Regions from separate parts of the Oryctolagus cuniculus genome. Here region 1 is linked to region 2. Evidence: chromatin contacts called from public Hi-C data. All regions are on one chromosome and are shown on one strand. Each heading gives the region's core, a stretch centred on a gene start, on an enhancer-like site or on the middle of the called end of the contact. The rest is flanking DNA. Distances are from core to core; before and after follow the strand shown.

The links. Hi-C and Micro-C count contacts between places; a contact is called where the count stands out from the background.
Region 1: a Hi-C map of an unstated tissue shows a contact between it and region 2, with 6 times the contacts expected there. The contact joins two enhancer-like sites. A contact is called at or near these places in 2 of 6 Hi-C or Micro-C datasets (psoas muscle and an unstated tissue).

The regions. Positions count from the first base shown.
Region 1 is chr15:52,405,231-52,410,201 of mOryCun1.1, reverse strand. It overlaps ANK3 (ankyrin 3), which reads left to right. Exons shown (of 43, transcript XM_070057690.1): 43 at 4,617-4,971. Among named protein-coding and RNA genes, the nearest start is that of CCDC6, 120 kb to the right of the region's middle. Within about 2 kb of position 1,756, at least 1 of the 8 cell types and tissues checked has an H3K27ac peak or open chromatin away from gene starts, as enhancers often do.
Region 2 is chr15:52,247,066-52,251,960 of mOryCun1.1, reverse strand. The region is part of intron 1 of CCDC6 (coiled-coil domain containing 6); the gene reads left to right. Among named protein-coding and RNA genes, the nearest start is that of CCDC6, 38 kb to the left of the region's middle. Within about 2 kb of position 3,155, at least 1 of the 8 cell types and tissues checked has an H3K27ac peak or open chromatin away from gene starts, as enhancers often do.

The sequences.
Region 1 (4,971 bases), core at 507-3,006, 160 kb before region 2:
CATCACTGGAGCCATCACTGCTGCCTGTCAGCATCTGCATGAGCAGGAAGCTGAATCAGGAGCCAGAGCTGGGTGTGGCACCCAGGTATTCCAGTATAGGGCAGAGGCATCCGAGTTGGCATCTTACTCATTAAGCTAAATGCCCACCCAAGGAGATGGCATTTGAAACAAACAAAGTGTAGAGTGGAGTTAGATATGGGTGACTAAGGAAGGGAATTAGTAGGTGGATACAGATTCGTGAGCAAAGAAAAATAATGGAAAGTAGTGCAGTCAACAGCTGTCTAGATCCTCAGAGGGAGGGCTGTGGACCCACAAAAGTGAAGTCCCTGGGAGTCTGAGAGAACTACGGGTGTCAGGACTGAGCCCTCATCTGCTGAATCAGAATCCCAGGTGATACATAAGCACATTACACTTCACAGGGCACCAGCAGATGCCCCTGGCTCTCAACCTTGGTCAGACACTACAGTATAGATTTTTTTAAAATGTTTACGCTGGGTCCCGTTCCAAGAAATCTGCATAAACCCCTGTGGATGTAGCCCGGACTCCTGGGTCATTTTAAGTCTTCCCAGATCATCCTAATGTAATAATGTTTTCCACGCTAGAACACACAGAGCTTCAGTTGCCAAGCTAAAGATGGGAGATGTTTCTTAACCTACACATTAAGAGCTAAAAAACCGCAGGTATGTCCATGGGCTTGGAAGGGACAGGTCAATTGTGTGGCTAAGTGTACTCCTGATTGGAAGACATGATACAGCAAGTACAATATTAATCTGCAAAATAACCACCATGAAAACCCATTGAAGTAGTCTTTTTCTCTTTTAAAATTTCTATAATAATTTTCTTAATAGTTAAAAAATTAACAGGAAAATGGCAGAAAGCAATGCTTGTCTTCTAAGCTAGTTTCTCCTACCTTGGCTTTGGAAGGTATACAAAACCCAAAAATTCCGAAATGCAAATCTGTCCATCTCCGATTCATTATCTAAGCCCAGGAAGGGGTTAGATTCAAAATTCTCTTCCTGAAATGTTCCTGCCCTCATGCCTGCCCATCAGAGGGCGCCCTCGTCACAGTTTATACACAGTGCAGCTCTTTTATGCAGGGCACTCAGCCACTTAAATCACGGTGCTCGGGCTTTTTGTGCAGTGCAGTATTTGATACAAAGTCTCCGGCTTTTTGTGCAGTGCAATATTTGATACAAAGTCTGGTTCGTGTAGGACCTCCCTGCATCCTGTAAGGCTGAGATCAACACTGCACTACCAAGTTTTATAAGGGGAACTAACTCCCACTTTTAAAATCACACTCACTCAAAAACACGGGGACATAATTCATAGCATTTTTTTTAAGTTACTGAAATGTATCTACTATTTCTAGATAATGTTTGCTTACACTGAGGTAAGAAGAAGGCCTTGCTTCTTGTTACAAAATTCATCTAGGAAGTTGGGTTGGTCTTCAGTAGAGAACAACAAAAAAAATTAAACTAGGTTGTGAATTCCCATCTGTAAATTAACTAAAAATGATCAAACTTTCTAATAAATGGAATAAAGTGTATGTCACACAGTAAAACAGTAGGGGAAAAAGTTTAGAGAAACTTCCTGAGGATCCCCCTAAGAAACAGGGTGGGTGTGCACTGTGGTAACATTATAATGGGAACATCAGAGAAGCCTGGTGCCTACGAGGTTAGGATGAAGGGGTAAAAACAGAGGCGTGAAAATCCTGATCTTACTGCGCTTTGCCTGTCCTCTGGACATGATCTGCCCAATGAGTCACTTTCCTTCTCGGGACGATGGGAGCCATGGGGGAGGGAGGTGCTGAAACCACCCAGAAGGAATTGATACTTTGATGTTCTTGGCTGCAAGCGTTAGTGACCTGGGATCTGAAGGTCAACAGCACTTTTAATACAAAAAAAAAAAAGGCAAGTCTCGGGCTCTATAAGGCAGACAGGAAGTGCGGCACTGACATTTTGCACAGGCCAGAGTGTCTCAGGGGATCCTTATGAAGACAGAGCAACGTGTCCAGGATAAGCCCAACAACCGCAGGCGACCGAGAACACTCTAGGTCCCCAAGTGAAGCCTAATTCTCAGGTTCTTCTAGGTTTGCAGAAATGCGTTGTTGCTTGTACATGAGTGGACAGGATTATTCCTACAGGACAGCATGCCTCAGGATTTCTAGAGGGGCTGTGTCTTATTCTCAGACAGGCGTTCAGTTCCATCGGCTCTTCACGGTGACTGGGAAAGCAGGACTCCATGTGAGAGGATCTATGTTCCGTGGAGAAGGAATTCACATAAGAACAATGCTGAACAAAAGTTTGAAAACCTTTGCTAAAGAATGTTGATTTATTTTGACATATTCAGCCTGGCCATCAAACACTGATGCTTTATATAGGAACTGTCCAGTAAGATAAGACATTCTCAGTAAAACCTCCATTAAAAAAAAAAAAAAAAAGCTAAATTAAATGATCCCACCATGACTGATGTGGACAGGAGAAGAAAGCTGTTCTTTGCAGTGCTTAAAGTTTTTAATAAAAACACTTTTAAATTATTTTATTCATGATGGAGGAAACACAGACCAGACAGAGCGCCCATTCACTGGTGCGTTCCCCAGATGCCTGCAGCTGCTGGGGCTCAGCCGGGCCAGGCCAAGGCCAGGAACTGGTTAACACAATCTAGGTCTCCCACGTGGCTGTCAGGAACCCAACTCATCACCATCACCTCCCCAGGCGCACAGTGACAGGAAGCTGGAGGGAGGAACCAGAGCAAGAGATGAAACCCAGGCACGCCGAGAAGGGATGCAGGCATCTCATCTGCTGTGCGGAACAATGGCCCCACCAGCTAGGCTTTGATGTTAAATTACATCTGGAGAAGCCATTCCATAGAAATTAAGTAATGGCGCTGTTCTTTTTGCAGAGATTAGCTGGATTTTTACAGCGGCATGGGGGAGGGGTCAGGGACTTATAAAACGTTCAGAAACAACTGAGATGCCCTACAAGGTGGGGGAGGGGATGTCTGGTCCACCCAATAAGGCCCAGGAAAGCATCTGGTCTGGCCCTGCCAAGGCAGCTGCAGGCAGGACTCGAAGTCCAGTGCATCCATAGCAGGCTAATTTTGAAGTTGGTAAGTTTGCATGGCCTGCAAATGGTGTTATAAATATGCAGATGGTCCTTCCTCAGCCCTGCGCTGACTCTATCCCTGGCCTTTTGGGCCCATGTTGGTCATCAATATCAAAATGCAAGGCACCTGGACCATCTCAGATCACCTGTACCAGCCACCTCATTTATAAATGGTACGATTGAGGCCCAAGCAGCTGTAGTTGGCTCTCTGAAGAGCTGAGTGATCCTAGCTTCAGACACAACCAACAGGTCCCTCTGACTCCATCTCCAGAACCACAAATGTAGTAAGCAAGGCTCTGTTTAAATCACAGGGTCACCCAGATATGGTCTTTTGTTTTAAAGATTTATTTATTAAAGTCAGAGTTACACACACACACACACACACACACACACACACAGCTTCCATCCACTGGTTCACTCCCCAATTGGCCACAACAGCCAGAGCTGCACCGATCAGGAGCCAGGAGCTACTTCCAGGTCTCCCGTGTTGTGCAGGGGCCCAAGCACTTGGGCCATCTTCTACTGCTTTCCCAGGCCACAGCAGAGAGCTAGATCCAGAAGTTGAGCAGCTGAATCTCAAACTGGTGCCCATGTGGGATGCTGGCACCCCAGGCAGCGGCTTTACCCGCTACGCCACAGTGCCGGCCCCAGTAAGGTCTTCTAATTGATTTCTGGTACGCTGTAGGGCCTTGTCTTCTGAGGCATCTAACAAGTAGCTTCTGTAAAAGCATCGTGTTAAACTACCCTACTCCAAAGTGGAAGGCCCCCATTCCCTTGGACTTTTCTGCTGTCAAGAAAGGCTTAGCCAAGTTCTCTTTAAAACAAAAACAGGTAGGTTGGGCTGGCGCTGTGGCGCAGCGGGTTAAAGCCTTGGCCTGAAGCATTGGCATCCCTTATGGGCGCCGGTTGAAGATCTGGCTGCTCTACTTCTGATCCAGCTCTCTACCTTGGTCTGGGAAAGCAGTAGAAGATGGCCCAAGTCCTTGGGCCCCTGCACCCACATGGGAGACCTGGAGGAAGCTTCTGGTTCCTGGCTTTGGATTGGTGCAGCTCCAGCTGTTGCAGCCATCTGGGGAAGTGAACCAGCAGATGGAAGACCTCTCTAACTCTGCCTTTCAAATAAAATAAATAAATCTTAAAAAACAAAAAAGTGGGTGTTACAGTACCTCAGGTTAAGCTGTAGGTCCAGACACACCCATATCTCATATGGGAAGGCTGGGCTGAGTCAAGGCTCCTCAGCTTCCAATCCAGCTTCCTGCTAATGCGTTCAGGGGGGTAGCAGGTGACAACTCAAGTGCTTGTGCCCCTGCCATCTCTGTGGGAGACCTGGGCTCCTGATTTTGGACTGGTCCAGCCCTGGCTATTGCAGGCATTTGTGGAGTGAACTAGCAGGTGGATGATTTCTCTCTGCCTTTCAAGTAGATGAAAATAAAGCAGCATTTACCAAAAAAAAAAAAAAAAAAAAAAAAAAAGGAAGCTAAACTAAACTCACTGCCTTCTGTCTTTCCACAGAATCATGTGTTTTACTGCCAGTATTGAGAAATTCGTGGACGAAATATCAGCAGGAAAGAAAAATCCTGAGAAGACTACATGTGTTTGCTGCTTCCACCATTAAAATGGCATGATTTTTTTTTACGCAAAAAGAAAAAAGAAAAAGAAAACCACTCACGTTTTAATTTAGCATGAGCCAATTTACAGAGCATGGAAACTCACTTTCATTTCCAGGATTGGCACGTGTGCAATTAGCAATGCAGTTGTATATACAAGAAGCCATGCTGTTAACAGTTTATCTCGAGTCATTTGGTGTCATTTACAAGAGGAAGAAACTCCTGCCTCCAGAAGGGACAGAAGGAGACGGAATGATCAA
Region 2 (4,895 bases), core at 1,906-4,405:
TTCCTGTGGGAGTTGGTGTTCAGAGCAGCCTAGATCCAGCTCCGCCTCTCGGGCAGGATGACGAGGCAGTAGGAGCACTGAATAAGGCATGTGAGGACTGGGGTCCTAGTCCCTGGTCTCAGTCTCCTCCCATAACAGAGTTTGCCTTGAGTTCCTCTTGAGTCTGCAACACCATTTTTTTTTTTTTCTTTTATCAGCTGCTGTGCTGTCAAGGGCTCTAGGTGATCTCAGGTGTTTTTTTTTTATTATTATTATTATTATTTTTTATTACACACGAGGAAATGTAAGCTTAGGAAGGAAGGTAGCTTGCCTAGGTTAATTAGGAGTTAACAGCAAAGCCGGGACTGACGTCTTGCACTTTGCTGGTGCGATGTCCTTTAATCCACGCAGGTTCACCACCAGACTGCTCGTTGGAATCTAGGGGCCCCATCCTGCAGAGCTGACCCAGTGACTTAGGAGGCCGGCCTGGGCTGCAGTGGTTTATCAGTTTTTCTTTATTAGATGAATATGGGATGACACTAATGCAGCCTTGACCCTGAGCTTTGGGAATCCATTCCCTCCAAGGCAGTCCCTCTCAGATTGTCCTATATATGTGTACACATAGAAGCACTAAGCAAATGTTTGTTCTCACAGTACCTGAGTGTTTACAGTGTACAAAGCCGTGTTCTCAGCCGTGTAGAAGTGCTGTGACAAACGGGTCTGTTAGCTCCCCAGGTGCTGTTAGCAGGTGTATTAATTAAAAAAAAAATACAACTTTTTGATGTTTATACTCACAATAGTACATGACAGCAGTTTTTTTAAAGTTTTGTTTATTTATTTGAAAGGCAGGGTCGGGGGTGGGGAGAGATCTTCCATCTGCTTGTTCACTTCATTCCACTCCCCGAATGGCGGCAGCCTCCAGGGGTGGGCCAGGTTGAAGCCAGGAGCCTGGAACTTCATCCGGGTCTCCCATGTGAGTACAGGGGCCCATGCAATTGGACCATTTTCTGCTGCTTTCCCAGGTGCATGAGCAGGGAGCTGGATCAGAAGTGGGGCAGCCAGAATTTGAGCTGGTGTTCATATGGGATGCTGGTACTGCAGGCAGTGCTTAACACACTGTGTCACAACATAAGCCCCATGAGTGCATTTTATTCATGGATTCTTGTTACATAAAACTTTACTCATCGAGTCATAAGATGCAGACTCTCAGTGTTTTGCTTTCAAGTTTATATCTTGGGGGAAGCTTTTGTCTACCACACTTTGAGATCTGCCTGTCTTCTCATACAGTTGAGTTTTCATTTCAGAAATCATTTCAGGGGTTAAATGCTGAACAGGAAACTTGAAAATATGATTGATTCACATTTATTTTGCTCTCACTAATAGTCTGGGACTGGCCAGTGCCTTTTCTCCTCAAAATTATTTGCCGGTCTGGGGTCTTCGTCTCTTCATTGTACCACCCTGTCTAGGGTTATTGATCTGCTTTTGTGGTAGGAGCTGGCTGAGATCTGATGCCAGCCTTATGGGAAGGGGGAATGAGAGTTTCCTTTCTGGAGATGTGACTTGAGGGTTGCATACCACCTCCAGTAGGCTCCTGGTTGTCAGCAGGCTCCCCCCGCTGAGATGCGTTATCTGGCCGGGTAGTCATGTGTCTGCTAGAATGAGGCAGGTTCCTGTTACGTGAAGGAAGAAGAAGAAAGTTGAGTTAGCACGGGGTGGGGTTGATCACTTGCCATCTGCAACAGCTGTATTCATTATCTAACAGTGGCAGGACGATGGAACGGAGCTACCAAGTACAGGGCAGTGTTCTGGTATTGACGCCATCTGTGAAGGGACTTGGTGATGGACTGAGTGAACATAGGGACAGAGAGGGACAGAAGAACCAAAGCTCACTCCCAGATGTTTGCCTTGAGCAACTGGGTGCCTGCGTGCTTTGGCAAGATGGGACGGAATCAGAACCTGTATTTGCCACTGATTGTATCTCCAGTATTGTTACGATCTGCAGTTGGAAGTGGTAAGTAGACAGTTGGTTAAGAGCCCACAGGGAGGGGGAGCCTTTTCTGGCTAAGTGGCCTCAGTGACCCTCCTTGTCAAGTTCACTTAGCTGAAATCACGAGGACGTGACAGGTGTGAAGTATGCGCTTTCTGGTGGCTCCCCTTGGCTTTTGAAAGATAGACTATGGGGCCGGCGCTGTGGTACAGTGGGTAAAGCCACCACCTGCAGTGCCGGCATCCCATGTGGGTGCCGGTTCGAGTCCTGGCTGCTCCTCTTCTGATCCAGCTCTCTGCTGTGGCCTGGGAAAGCAGAGGAGGATGGCCCAAGTCCTTGGGCCCCTGCACCCACATGGGAGACCCAGAAGAAGCTCCTGGCTTCAGATTGGCATAGCTCCAGCCATTGCAGCCAGTTGGGGAGTGAACCCACAGATGGAAGACCTCTCTTTCTCTCTCTCTCTTTCTCCCCCCACCCCACCCCACCTCTCCTCCTTTCTCTGTGTAACTCTGACTTTCAAGTAAATAAATCTTTTTAAAAAAAAAAAAGAAAGAAAGAAAAACTAGAAGGTATCCTTTAGAGTTGTAGGGTGTGTCGGGATCTCTGGGACCACTCTGAGGTTCGAAGATAGTCTAGGAGGACTCACAAGGCTCAGTATGTAGTCATATTCGTGGCTAGGCTTTATTGCTGCAGAGGACTGGAACCGAATCAGGAAAGAGACCATGCATGGGATGAAGTCCAGAGACAACCAAGCACAAGACTCCTGAGAGCCCAGTCCAGGAGAGTCACAGGATGTGCCTCGTTCCTCCAGCATTGACTTGCGAGCCATGTGTTGCCTACCAGGGAAGCTCGTTAAAGGCTCAGAGCCCAGGGTTTTTTATGAGGGCTGATCATGTGAGCCGTCTCCGTTTGGCGAGTCCTGAAATTCCACGCTCTCAAAGGAAAGCGGGTGTTCCCCATCGGGCACAGTGAAGCTGCTTGTGTCAGGGTGCAGGAATGCTCCTTACGTCTGCGTTCCCAGCCGCCAGCCAGGGGCCAACCTTGTCAGCAGGCCTCTGAAAGGATAAGAGTTAGGCCTGTTCCTGGTAGCTCTTCTCTGCACCCAGGGAGTGTGCCTCTTCCTACCCTGCAGTTTCTCTGTAGATGTGAATCCACGTCCCCCTGGCTCGCTTGAGCAGACCTGCCCCTGTGGCTTCTTTGACAGACCTGCCTGGATTCAGTATCCACACGAGGAGGGAGAAGATGTGCAGGAAGCGAGTATGCTATCAGGAAACATGCATTCTCCCGCTGGAAGGTAGTGGTAGCCAGAGCACACAGTGGCTCTTGCCCCTTCTTAAATTACCCGTCAGTCACCCAACATTCAGTTACCTTTAGTGTGGGAAAGGAAATTATCAGGTATCTCCTTTGCTATAGGCGAGCTGCCTTGTGATGCTCTGGCATTGTGTGCCAGCACAGATAACGTTGGCTTTAGTTGCAAGGGTGGCAGCTTTGGGCTTCTGAAGTGTGATGCTGCAACTCCTGGAGATGAGCAGATGGCATTGGTCCTGAACCGGTGAGGTTAGGCCATAAAAGGACTAGGTAGGAGACTTGGAGCCAGCCCAGGCTTCCAGTTTGGATCGTCACCTTCATACTTAGTATTTTAGATCCCTGGGCAAGGACCTCGAACTGTCTGAGCACATCTCCCTCCACCTGAGGTAGGCCTGAGATGCGTAGCATTGGTATGCACGCTGAATGAGAGGAGTATGGATGAGCCGGCTGTATGCAGTTTCTGTGTTTGTGTACGTTTCTGCTCCTCACTGTTCAGCAGGTGCGTGAGTGCTTAGGTGCCAGACTTAGGCTGCCTCCTGTATTTCTTCTGTTCCTCTAGTGGGTCCAATACTCAGCATTTTCGTCTGAGCAACTTAATCCCCTTTAAAATCTATTCTTCAGGCTATTTATGCAGCCAGTTGCTAAATGTATGGATGAATGATGGTGCTTTTCCTTAATTACCAGGAGATCATGTACCCCTTCAGGGCAGGGACAGTGTCTGGGGCATTCACTGCCGAATCCACATGGCACTTACAATGCAGGAGACACTTTGCACTATTGAATTAAATTCCACAGATCTGATGGCTGTAGCCTTCTTCCTCTTCTTGCAGCTGTCTGGCTAGGAACTTCCCATGAGGGAAAGCTGAAGGGGAGTGCTTTCTGTCAGGCGTGGGGACGTGGGCAGGTTTCCTGCCCTAGCGAAGCTTTGGGTTGGCCCACAGTGGTGTGTGGCCAGTGCTCAGTTTGGAATGAAATTCAGTGTGCAAGCAAACCTACAGTCAGGCAACCTCCAGGGTGAGCTTGATGGCCAGGGCTTTATTCTTTGCTTGAAGGTTTTGCTTGTTTTTCTTTCCTTTAACATTTTGCTGTCTTTGGGAATACATCTTGCCGGGGTGGGGGGGTGGAGGAATGGGCAGGGCCATGCATTCCTGTCTTTTTGGCCTGTAACTGGCCTTACTGCCCGGTCCAGAGGTCACTTTATCTCAGAGCTCCCCCTGTTGATTGGTTGTTAGAGGCGATGCTTAACAAGTTAAGCCCAAGTGGCAACAACCAAGAAGCAGCTTGCATTTTTCCCAGCCTGGAGCCCTACAGCACTGTCCTGTCGGTCCCTGTGCTCCTGGCCTCAGCCACTGCGCTGGGGACAGTGTTGGGGATGGGTAGAAGTGTAGAGGGTGTGGCATTAGTGGCTGTCTTGTTAAACACGCACGACTGCTAGTTGTAACAACACGTATTCTAGGGGCAGTGAATAACTTCTCCCAGTGGCTTCTGGGCGAAGCTCCACTTTGGAGATGGTCCTCTCCTCATCGTGAGGATGCTGTACTTGAGGTCACCAGTGCTGTGAGACACAGACACCCAACACCAGGGTGGTCATTTCTCCCTTTGTATACTTGTCTTGTTGCTG